2 separate regions of the Zea mays genome follow, and region 1 is linked to region 2. The links are chromatin contacts, called in public Hi-C maps. All regions are on one chromosome and are shown on one strand. The core of a region is the stretch at or near the end of the contact, and the rest is flanking DNA. Distances in the headings are between cores, read along the strand shown.

Region 1 (6,568 bases), core at 1,357-3,856, 170 kb after region 2:
CATTTGTTCCTAGCACAGGGGACTATCTCCACAACCTCAGCCGAAGTCTTCCCAGTCCTCGGCGTGAAGGTGCACGATCCGAATTGTGCTATCTTATTTCCTAGTTTCCTCTTCTGCCAATGCAAGCAATAATTTTTAGCGAAGACCTCCACAGACGGCTGCCCGCCGTAGGAAGTAACTACCCAGACATACTTCGCTAGTGCCACCACGGCGTTCGGCGTCAACTGGTGGACCTGCACTTCAAACCTTCGCAACACCTCTGCCACGAATCGATGTGTCGGGAAGCAAAGACCGGCAACAAAAAAGCCTCAAAAACTACTAACTCGCCTTCAGGCTCGGGGACCTCCTCTGCACCCGGGGCCCGCCTGACACCGTTACCAAAGTAATCAAGCCGCTGCAACTCTAGCACGCGGACCGATGAAATCCTCAAAGTACCAAACTCCACGGTATGGCCAGGCTGCAACTCCATCACCGCCAAATCACTCAAGGTCTCCTCGGACGACGGCACGACCGACGATGCGCTCGCGGCAGACGAAGAAGAAGACATTGCAACGTAACGTCGGCGGCGGCGCGCGGTCTACTTGATACGGGCCAGATTTCCGAAGCAGAGCGAGCAAGGAGGGCAGACGAGCAATTCAAAAAAGCTAGGGTTTCTACTACGCAAATGCAAGCCAAAAACGGGCCCGGCCGCGGTCGGCTTTTTATAGGCGCGACGCGACTCCTTGGGAAACATGCAGTCCAACAGTAACACGTCCATCAACGGTCACATTTCAAAAACCCCCGCGGGACCACTTCGAGCGAGGGCAGCGTCTTCACCATCTCACGGTGGTCTTCGGCACCAGCTGACTTAGTCAAACTGGTCCCTCGGAGGGCAAATGTTGGGGCGAAGGCGAACACGCCACCATTCGCTCGTCGACTTCGTTCTCGCCTTGCACAGGCGAAGGCTGAATCCACAACCCGACAGGATAGGCCAAGGGCGCTAACCGGGCGGAGGCCAGTTCGACCCCCTTCGCTCACACGAGACAAGACGAAGGCCCCGCCGAAGTCTACGGGACCTCCCACTCCCTCACCACCGAGAGAGGCCCATGTGCGATTCGGCCCAGAGTTGGGCCCTGCGTGGACATGTGTGATTAGGGTCGTGTCTATAATAAAGTTTACCGTAATGACTGTCTATAACCTTCTCTCGTGGGAATATTCTGGGGATAAACCAGGTACTCGAGGGTCTAAATGTCTTTGACAGGAGCAAGCGGCCCCTCGAGTACCTATAAATACCTCCGTACTGTGCCCAGGCACGGGGAGATCAACAAGGCTTTTGGTATCCCGTGTTAAGCTTCGAAAACTCTCTCCCTACTTTCCCGTTGGATCAACCTGTCCTTGAGGGCAGGTTCCAACAATACCATCTCATCTAGAATAAAGTGATCCGTGGAACCATATATATGAACACACGTGAAACCAACTCAATACGAATTGAAAAGAAAAGTAATAGAATCTTTTTATGTGTAACTGATCACGGACCTTAAAAAACATGGGTCGATTATTAAGCCTGACATTTGAGTTGAGGAGGATCGTTTGTTATGCTCTTTTTATATTAGACCTCGCTTCGGATTAAAGTCAGTTGTTTATATTGCTGGAACTGTAATTCATAGAGGTAAAATAAAGCTGGCAGAGACGAAAGCCAAGCGAACAGGCTGACCTTACGGAGTCATGGGCATGAGATTTGAGGCACACATACGAATATCTGAAATCGTCTGAATCAGTGGCGTTGCGGCCTAATAAAACCTGATGGGCCTGGGAACACTAGAGCAACCGTGTATTTTACACACGGCATCACACATTCACATTTCTCTGTGGCCAAACGTGCTTCCACGCCAACGAATGATAAAATCCTTAACGCACCAATTGCGTTCGTTCGCTACCTCAGTACGAAACGAAGCAAGTTTGATCGGCAAACGCCGTGCCGTGTATAGCAGAGAACTTAGAACCCGAAGAGGTTTGCAAGGCACGAGTAAGCGATCCATCACAACTTCACAAGTCACAGACCACATCACTTGCGTTGTGCTGCAACCATGAGTGAGACATGTACGCTGAGGCTGAACTTTCCACTAGTTGACCGTGCGTTGCGACGGTATCTATTTGATGATATCTGAACGTCTAGTGATAAACTAGTGTGATAGATCTTTCAAAAAAAATTAAGTGAACATATGGCTCACACATCATATATTGCAGATACTTCACATTATTTTAGCGAAAAATCCGAGAAAAGTATGAGTTAAAAAGAAGACCTGCCTCTTTTTCTATAGTTCGTTCGGCCGTTCGTCCTTCTTCAACTAATGAGGTGGTACTATACAGGAACGTGGTGTTGTGTGTGACTTATTATGTTGGGCTTAAGTGTTTCCTTACAGTCTATCTGAAAATGTAATAGTCTGGTTGTTAAGCGATGTGGAGGAGAAAAACTGATCTACCTGCTTCGCCCGTAACACACGGTACACATAACTTGTGCTTTAGAGTGAAGATAGAGTTACGTTGACGACCAGATTTGTCCAAGGGTTAAATAAAAGGTGTTGTGACAATGTCTCTTGTGTTAAAATCTGCTGGGCTGTACCCTGCCGGCCTTCTTAGGCCCAATGAAACCGTCCTGGCCAGCCGGTTTGAGACCTGGGCCAGGCAGCCGTGTGGTCCGATAAAACCAGCTAGGACAGTTTTTCTATTCGAGTCTAAACTAGTTACTTACTGAATCATTTTTGACGTATTTTGCTATGGAAAAATATAGGGCCTATAATTTAGACTTGTTTTTTTTTAATTGGAATAAGACAACTACGTCGATGTTGAATCATTTTTCACTAATGCCATGGCCGATGTCGTGGCTGCTCTGCTCTGCTTTGCTCAATTTATGAGTTGGTCAATGCATTATGCATGCATGGTTTATTCGAAGACGATGAGCGAGTAAATGTCAGTCGACGACGATAGAGACGGGTATATATGGATGGCGCTTTCGTTTATCTGCATGCATGTGTGTGCTTTTAGAAATAATAAACGGCTGAAAGTGACCAGTCGGCCAAACAGGTTAGTTTCCTGAATCGGATCGAGCAGCGACGTCGACTTTTTCGAAGCCTTTGCGCACGTCAGAAATAATATGCTTATATGCATGTCATATATATATATATATATATATATATATATATATATATATATATATATATATATATATATATATAATATTCCTATCCGAAAATATAATATAATGTCAGATTAATTCGATTTATGCATGTGTAAAAATGGTGCTTCGTAGAAGCCTCTAATTTGTAAGATATTCCAAACTAAATGTAATTACCAAGCTCCAATTAACCAAGATTAGGTTGGAGTATATAATATATTTCCTATCCGGAAATATAATATATTGATATCCGGAAAAAGACGGAATGACCGATGCATGCGAGCACACGACAGGTATAGCATGATGCATGGATGTGGAGAGATACTCCAGTCAACATTGTACAGCAGATGCATATGCATTCTGCTTGCATTCGGGACTGACGAGTAGAAGAAGAAGAAGAAGAAGTCGTTCCTTAACGCGCACGTACTAGGGTTGAACAATGCGAGTGCTGCTCCATTATATTCAACGATGGACTCATCCTACTACGCGGTGTTCTTTTCTTGTAATTATATGTATGTTTAGATTCTCTACCAAACCCCCCGCCCGGCCTTCTCACTTGCTTTACGCTAACTGTCGTAAAGCCAAGAATATATCGATGCATCTCATCTCTCACGTACGCGTTCCCCTGACATGAACCAACACCGAAAGTGCATGCCCTCAGAGCTAAGACTGTCATTAGAACATTCTTGACATGAACCATATTTACTTTAACAAGTCATTAGAACATTCTTGAGTTTTTGGTCTATATTAGATCGATTGGAGAGATTGATTTAGAGTTTTTGGAGATTCAAGGAAGAACTGTCTAGTGCTTTCCTCTGTCTTTGTTTACTGATTGTATGGTTAGTTTTGTTTCTAGATTAATTTCTTATTTTAAACTATACGTTCGATTTGAATTGCTAAGGCAAATTAGTGACATGCAATGCAAAGTTTGGATAATTAACCATTTATGGTTCTCGCTTAATTTCAAAATTAAAGGTTGATTAATTTTTGTCATACTCTAGAATAGCAGTCTTGTTTTATCAACAACTTTATATCTGGAAGTCCGATCTATATGTGACTGCTGTTGTTGGCTTAGTTTCATAATCTTATCTAGTTTAATCTGTTAAAATTTTATGTCGGTCGAAGTTACGTATTTTAGCCAGTATAATTTCTACTAACGAAACATTAATTTATCCGCTTTTAGAAAAAAAAGTGTTTTAAATTGGTTTTGTAATAATTAGGGAGAGATGGGATAACTATTTTTAAGCATATGCAATCATTCAACCCTTTAATTTTGTACAAACACACTTCAGAGTACGACAGAAAATGCCAACACATACAAAAATCAAGATTTCAATAAGTGCGCGCGGGTCTAAGGCATATAGGATAACATAATCGCTATTGCATGTCACATCCCACCAAGCACTCCACATGCCTGAGGCAGGAGCAAACCATCCGAGATAATTTTGTTTTCCATTTTGTAAGTCAGGCAGTCAGCCCCCCTCTTTTTAGACATGAATGGGTAAGAAACCCTTTCCATGTTAGGGCTTGTTTGAAAACACCTAGTTTTTAAGAAACTAATTTATAAAAACTAAATTGTTTTCAAACATAATAGCTTATGTCCTATTTTATAGAAACTGGATTATCAATTTCTTAAAAACCAAGAAGTTAGCCTCAGCTATCTAAAGCCAGTTTATAAAGACTGAGGTGGTACTAAACACCATAAACCAATTTTTTTATAAACTAGTTTCGAGAAACTAGAGATAGAAACTGGATTCTTAAAAACTAGGTTGATTCTAAACAAGGCCTAAGTCGTTTAATTAGGGCTTCTTTGTTTCACCGCTTCATATTTTAGAGTTTTTAACTTTGAATCTAAAGCTTTAAACCAGTGTTTAGACTGTCTCGAGCAACGTCCCCAATTTCATCCTTTAAAAAACTATTTTTGTCCTTTACAGCACACTCTAAAAAATCGTTTTCTATAGCTTCACTGTCTCCAGCAAAGTTCTCTAACTTTCATCCTCTATATCTCATTTTTTTATCTCTATTCTCTCTCTACGTCATTGGTCGACAAGAAACAAAATATAATAAAAAAGATATGACACCAGCTACTAGCAGCCGAAAAGGAGCATCTCGCGTAGGGTACCGGATCTACAGTGCACCTCGAAATTTAGCGGCTGGAGACCACACTCTAAATTTTAGAGGCTCATTTGCAGTCCCTTGTTGGAGGTGACAGAGAGCGTTGTGTTCGCTAAATTTAAGGTATAGACTCATTTACGTACCCTTGTTGGAGAGAGCCTTAAAACTTCAGCCCACTTTACGCATTAGAGTTTTAGAGTTTTAAAGTGAACTTAAGTACTCTAAAGCTTTTAGAACTACAAAGGAGAAGTGAATACAAGCATATACCCATAATCACACATCATACGTGCATGCCACACAACAACTTCTAGCCTGGTTCCGACCTACCTATATACAACAAGATCTTAATACAAAACTCAACATTCTTTGCACGCAATCACGATGTTGGTGTGTGCTCACGGCAGGGCCAGAGCCACATGGTAAACTGTACCTGTAAACCACGATGTTGGTGTGTGTACCTATAAAACTGATAGCTAGTGATTAAAATTAGCTGAGGTTTAAAACGGATCAACTAATTGATCAGCTAATTATTAGTTATACTCTTCAAATAACTATTAGTTGTTAGCTATTTCAACACAACTAAAATCAGCTAACAACTTATTAGATAATTAACAAATAGTTTTAGGGGTTTGAAACATGGCCTAAAATAACCTTGTCATGAGCCTTCTTACCGGACCGGCCTAGTCCTGCCAACTCATGTCCTCCTCCTCCACTACAGGAAACGCCTAAATTTTCGTGGGCCAAAAACCCACGAAAATAAGCCTAAACCGACGAAAATAGATAATTTTCGTCGGCAGGCCGACGAAAATAGCCGCCGAAAATAAGTTCGACGAAAATAGGCGGGTATTTTCGTCGGTACCGACGAAACTAAACTATTTTCGTCGGCCTTGCTAAAACCGACGAAAATTGTGCGTCGACCATTTATTTTCGTCGGCCAGGATATTTTCGTCGGCCTCGGTGGTGGCCGACGAAAATAGCCTGGGAACATATTTTCGTCGGCCCCGGTGGTGGCCGACGAAAATAGCCTGGGAACATATTTTCGTCGGCCACCACCGAGGCCGACGAAAATTGATGGTTCCCCCCCCCCCAAAACAGATTTTTCTGCACCTATTAATAATTCACAGCAATATACACAATATCACAATTCACATATACAGATTCACAAGCCTAATACATAATTCACAAAACACATTCACATATACATAATAAGTCTAGAGTATCCATAAGTCCAAAAGTCCATTGTCCATTCAAATACACAATTCACAAAACTCTAGTCCATAAGTCCATAAGCTAATAACT
Region 2 (6,374 bases), core at 2,647-5,146:
AGCCTGGAGCTTGCGCAAATGGCGACCGCCCAAGACGGCGCCAGCTCAGCGGCCCGCCCGCCGCACTGCATGGCGACAAAGCGAAGCCAATGAAACCGCCCCCACCCCCAGGCCCCCAGTAGGCCATGGCCATGCTCGGTCATCTAACAAACTCTATGGACGGACGCCAATTTGTTTGGCAGCAACGGGAGCGAGGGCCTGGCCCCTGGCCTGGCTACATTCCGCAGGCGCCTGCCAGCCTGGGGAACCCAGGACCACGAGAACATGTGAGGTGTTGGTGTACTGGTTGTTTGTTAGATTGGATGGATCATGGATGGATGTACCCACAAGGATGACAGGATGTATACAGAGCCACTGGATCATGAATTCATCATGTGTTTTATTCACCAAATCGACAATCGTATGAAGCAACTCTCTGGACTCGACTCAACCCTCTACTACCACAAAAATTCCTTCTTACAGATTGAATGAAGAAATCATAACTGTACAAGCAAATTAACAGCTCGATGTCGACCGTCCGCCGCCAGGCTTGCCTCCCGCAAGAAAGGCGATGCAGCTGAGCCCTCGAAGCCGACGGCCGGAGAAAAACGGTGAACGATTCTTTTCTTCAACGACAGGGGCGCGCCTATAGCTTCAAAGAATTGTCGGGGGAGGAAAAGGCGGCTTGAGAGATCCTCTGAAGTGTACAGGGGACCGGGAACAGGAAAAAGGATGGACACTTTGTACTCTCTGTGCATTTACGCTGCTGCAATGGCGGCGGCGTGGAAGCTAGGGAGGGTGGAGCAGACGGAAGCGTCTGAGGATTGGGTCTGCAGATCCAGGCAAGGCTCGGGGAAGACCAGCTCGGAGTATCCGGAGACGTTGGAGCAAGACCAGTGGGAGGTGGGACTGGCCGAATCGGCCAGTGAGAAGTTGATGTTGGAGAGGCAGATGTCGGTGAACGGGTCGCCGGCGATTCCTGACAAAACGCCAGCGACCGAGATTCTTGTTCCAGTCATGTTCTTCAGGGTGATGTGGCTGACCACCGGGAGCGCGGCCGGGTCGAACTGGTCATCTGGGTGGCTTGGCCAGTCACCGGTGAATGCGATGGCGACGTCGACGTCTTCCATCTGGACGTCTGAGATCACGGTGTCTCTGATATAGCCTCCGCGTCCCGGCGCGGTCTTGAAGAAGACGCCTCTGGACGAAGAGTGGATGAGGAGGCGGTCCGCATGGATGTCCGAGATCCCGCCCGACATCTCGCTCCCGAACGCGAGAGCGGCGCCCAGTGAGGACTGCAGATCCAGTCTGCTTATGTGGATGTCTGAGGTTGGCCTCCCGAAAGCAATGCCTTGCTTGTCCCACCCGCTTTTTAGTGATATGGCGTCGTGGCTAACACTGATACTGCTGTCCTCGATGCACATATTTGAGCATGAATCTACAGAAAAAAAAACACATACGCAGAGAGGAATGGATCAGGTTTTGGCCATGGTTCTGCGGCGAATCACCTCAGGTGATGGGTTAAAATGTTAAACGTAGAGCATAGAATAATTTGCTGTCTCCACCAAGTACACAGCCACAACTGAAACTGGCTAGTATAACTTGTCTCAGTTAAGACATACTTTAAGTAGATGATACTCAGGATACATATCCAAAAAAATGTTCCGGTCACATGGATTTTGACTAAGGTAAGGAATGCATGATGATCAAGTGCTGCGTTACCTGGAACGATTCCATGATTAAGTGGAGCATCCAATGAAGTCTGAATTGTGACACTATGGACCACTACATTGCTGATGGAAAACAACGGAAACATGTCAGTAAGTAATTTTTGACAATCTCTGTCTCAAAAATCTAGCAGGACAGAGCAGAGCAGATTCTATAGTTGCAAACAATGTTAGCGTACCTGCAATACACTGGATGTATACTCCAAGCAGGGGAATTTAAAAATGTTATGTTCGAAATGACGATTTGCTCAGAGTCCACAAACTCCACAAGATGAGGGCGACTATAGTTCAACTTATTCGAACGAAACCAGTTCCACCATGTAGAACCCTGGCCATCGATTGTTCCATTGTTTCCTGAAAGAAGTGTGTTCTTTAAGTATGTAAATCAAATAACTACTAGATAAAATACTGATATGTCTCAAACCAAGCGTGCTTTAAGATTTCATTTACCCGTAATTACAACATCAACTAGATTCTGCCCGTTTATTAAGCTTCGATGCCTCGAACCTGGAAGGTCCATTCCTCGTCCATATGATGGCAAAGGTTCGACAACAGGCCACTGTGAAACGTCCTGAAGTAAAAACACAAGTGCTTACAGTTAGTTTAAATGTTTAACTTACGATAAGGCATCTAATTTCACAGCTATAAGGAGAAAAAGTGAAATGCATACAAAATATGTTCCTTTCAATGTTCAAAGATTTGCAACGCCTATTAAAGATCTTAGACTGCTCTTTCCGAACAAACAAAACTTCACCAGCATGCAATGGAACAGATACTAGACATGTCCTCACCATGCAGAAAACTATATATTACAGACAAACAATCTCAATCAGCCCAGTGCATAAAGCAGCTTGACTTCAAATCAATGCAAATGGTATTTGTCTTTCCTTAGCTACTGCCCCTCACATCGATAACTACGTGTCACCATCATCTAGTGCTCCTGTCTTGATTAGCAAAGTCGCATACCATTACGCTAGCAAAGATCCGAAAGAATATGGAACGTTGTAGTACTTAACGAAAATATGGAAGAACAAAACATATACCTCACTCCCAAGCAAAATATTTTCAGATTAAATCCTAGAAATAGAAGCCTCACCTATGAGGTTTACCAGGAAGGCTGGAAAAATATCGCTCCAGTAGGACATCTTCCACCAACCGTATCCAAACAAACAAATGGTGGCATGGGCTGGCCATTGCGTTGCTAGCAACTCTCAATGCAAATGCAAATGCAAATCGAAAATTGATGGCCAAACAACATCCTAAACACCCAGCTGCCTATGCTCTACGGAACGGAATTGGACAAGTAATGACACAGCAAAATGCTCACGCGGACAGAAGAGAGAGAAAACAATTGCAAAATTGAGGTGGACAACAACCTGCGTGCCAACGATGACAGCGCCACTCTCCAGGAAGAGGGTAAGGTGGCTGGTGAGATTGAAACTGCCGGTGAGCCACCGGCCCCTGGGAATGTACAGCTGCGCGCCGCCCTTGTCGGCGAAGGAGCGCAGGTAGAAGACGGCGTTCTGGAAGGACACGGTGTTGAGGGTGACGCCGTCACCAACGGCCCCGAACTCGGTGATCGTCACGCTGTGCGGCCGCGGCGGCGCGGGCGGGCGGCGCCGCGTGCACTGTGGCTCCGCCTCTGCACAGGCGAGGCCGAGTACCAGAACTGCCACCATCGATGCCAGAGCCACCTGCAACCAGCACGGAGCCATAGCCAGTCAGTGCTCAGTACTAGCGCTGTTCCCATGAGTCAATCCAGTACGGAAGCTACACAATCAATACGCGCAAGATCTCAAGGGACGCGTCACGCGCGCACAGGAAGATCCCGATTTGCGGCGACGAGAGCAGAGCGAATCGAGACCCGGGCATCCCCCTAGCAGGAACACGGCACTATGCGACAATCCCAGAGAACCCATTTCGCGGGAGGCCACGGCGAGCAAGAAAAGAGGCTCCCCTGCGGAGGAAACCCACGGCACGGAGGGTTCGACAAGGCACAGTGATCAGACATACTTACTAGCCTCGCCATCAATTTCCCCCCTTTCCGGCGGAAGGGGGGGAGAGCGGAGCGGCAAATCAGGGCAGGCGGACCAGAGAAGATGAAGCTCCGACACGCGGTCGAAGAAGACGAGGGATTCGCCTGGGATTGGAGAGTAGAGCGGAGTTGGCCCAGTGGAGAAGGAGATAGAACGAATAGCGGAGGGTGGCTGACGCGAAGCTTAAGAGCAAGGGTGGTATTTTTTTCTTCTTTTTTGTGTGCATAGGTTTACAGCGTGGCTCTCGAAAGGTCCTCCGTGTGCTATAGTAACGTTCGCTCCGTATGACTTCTTGAAATACAATGTAAATGAGACATAGAGATAAAAAGATGGAGAGGAATTAATCAATACTTTATGGTTGATTTGGTGACAAGTGATCTCGGGAGGATTGGAGGGGATTGGAGGAAATGAACTAATTCCCTCCGATCCTCCCGGGATCCCGGATCACCAAATGAAGCTTTATGGGTGGACGTGGTTTCTTATATACAAAGTATAGGGGTGCGGTGTAGGGTGTAGGGACACGACTGTTCATCGTGACCGTACGCCAGCGAACGGTTGTCTCAATCGTTGGAGCGATTATCCTCAACACTTCCCCTCGATCGATCCAATCAAAACAGCCTTCAATTATTCTTCCAATATATATATATATATATATATATATATAAGAAATCTAAGATAAATGTATATTAAGTTAAATAGTACCAAGTGAACTCCTTAAAACTTAGTGAGAAAAATAAAGAGTAGAACCATGGTATAGCACTGTTCTCCCATGGATCTCTAGCCCAAAGAATAATAGTATGTCTATAGCCATCATCTCAAAAACCCTAATGAAGAAAATAAATGGTGAGGCATACAACTCAGGTCAACATTTCTCTAAGATAATCTTATCACAAAATATGAGAAATCAACATATCAATCGAGTCTCCTTAAAAACCAAACGATAAAAATAAGGAGAATAGTCATAATTTATTGTTGATCCTGAAAGGAAAATAGACCCTGGTCCATTTGGCTAAGTGATTTTGGTGTTTGATGATCAACATAACCTTGTAAACTAATGTGTTCCAAGTGTTTCTGTTTTGTAGTTTATAGGATGCAAAGTGGATTGGACTTAGGCTTGGAGGATGCAACGCCTCAAAAGAAGATCTAAGACTCAAGAAGGAACAACATATACACAACAAAGTCCAAGACACAAGATCAAAAGAGCCCAAAGAAAAGGACTAGAGAAGTCAGATAAAGGGCCTGACAGTTGGCGCTGTGTTGGCGCATCGGACATGTCCGGTGTGCACCGGACAGAGGGATCGAATAGTCCGTTGTACACCGGATAGTCAACTCAGAGAGCTCTACAAACAGGCTCTTAGGAAGCTAGCCATCGGTCATGTCCGGTGCACACCAGACAGTTAAGCTCAACGATCGGCAGAAGCTCGGCAATAGCTACTTCCAACGATCGGCTGACGTGGCCATGGCACCGGACATGTCTCGTGTAGAAAAAGTTTCTTTCTGTCCAACGTGTAACACCCCTTCCACTCCTAGACCGGTGGTACTACTCCTGACAGCTCTCTAGGATCATATGTTGTCCCCCACAGACCAACACGGTCTTTTGTGCGCACTTTGTCCTCACTCATGCGCACCCGAGAAAACTTCCCGGTCGGTCACCCATCCCAAATTGCTCCAAGCCAAGCACACTTAACTTGCGCACCCGAGAAAACTTCCTGGTCGGTCACCCATCCCAAATTGCTCCAAGCCAAGCACACTTAACTTGGAGGTTCTTCCGAGATAGGCTTCCGAAAAATAAGATGTACCTTGTTGGTATGAGTACTCTATTAATTCTATTAAGCCTTAGGCTAGGATATCACAATCCACCCCGCCTATAAAGACCGAGGTCCTCGTCGGTCAACCCCAATCCAGGAACCTCCCCTCTTCGCCACGTCCGTGTATCTAGTGTCGTCATATGTCATGCCATGTGACCACTCCGGGCCCACATGCGCCATGCGCCATATACCCGAACCCCTAACCCACACACGCCCGTGAAACCGCGAGGGTCGGCTCTGATACCATTTGTAACACCCCGTCCACTCTCGGACCAGTGGTACTTACTCCTGACAGCTCTCTAGGATCATATATTGTCCCCACAATTCAACATGGGTCTTTTATGTGCACTTTGTCCTCACTCATGCGCACCCGAGAAAACTTCCCGGTCAGTCACTCATCCCAAATTACTCCAAGCCAAGCACACTTAACTTGGAGGTTCTTTTGAGGTAGGCTTCTGAAAAAGAAGATGCACCTTGTTGGTATGAGTACTCTATTAATTCTATTAAGCCTTGGGCCAGGATATCACCATCCACTGGGGCCAGGATATCACACAACGACTCTATTTGAGGGGGGCTAATTATACCCCTCCAACTGGCCATTTGAGGTATGTGGAGCACAAGAAACATATCCCAACCATAGAGGCACATTTCCAAGAGCTCCAACACACAAGTGCACAAGAGATTCATCCAGTGATTAGTATAGGTGCTTTTGCGAGGTGCTTAGTCTAGTTAGACCGCTATTGTGCTTGCTCTAGTGTAATGCTAGATAGTTGAGTGAGGTAAGAAAAACCCACCACAACCCTCGGCTCTTGCGCGAGCCGTTG

Evidence for each region. Hi-C and Micro-C count contacts between places; a contact is called where the count stands out from the background.
Region 1: a contact with region 2 is called in a Hi-C map of tassel, with 4 times the contacts expected there. The contact joins the enhancer-like site here to the promoter of LOC100282607 in region 2. A contact is called at or near these places in 4 of 25 Hi-C or Micro-C datasets (ear, endosperm, leaf and 1 more).

What each region holds. Positions count from the first base shown.
Region 1 is chr10:22,871,350-22,877,917 of Zm-B73-REFERENCE-NAM-5.0, forward strand. No RefSeq gene overlaps it. Among protein-coding and RNA genes, the nearest start is that of LOC103640940, 8.9 kb to the left of the region's middle. Within about 2 kb of position 2,607, at least 14 of the 20 cell types and tissues checked have an H3K27ac peak or open chromatin away from gene starts, as enhancers often do. A contact at or near this core is called in ear, leaf and tassel, where this site is marked.
Region 2 is chr10:22,699,065-22,705,438 of Zm-B73-REFERENCE-NAM-5.0, forward strand. LOC100282607 (polygalacturonase) reads right to left here and starts at 3,897. Exons shown (of 6, transcript NM_001155515.1): 1 at 3,724-3,897; 2 at 3,083-3,400; 3 at 2,157-2,277; 4 at 1,886-2,060; 5 at 1,702-1,772; 6 at 356-1,417. The coding sequence starts at 3,735. The coding sequence ends at 738.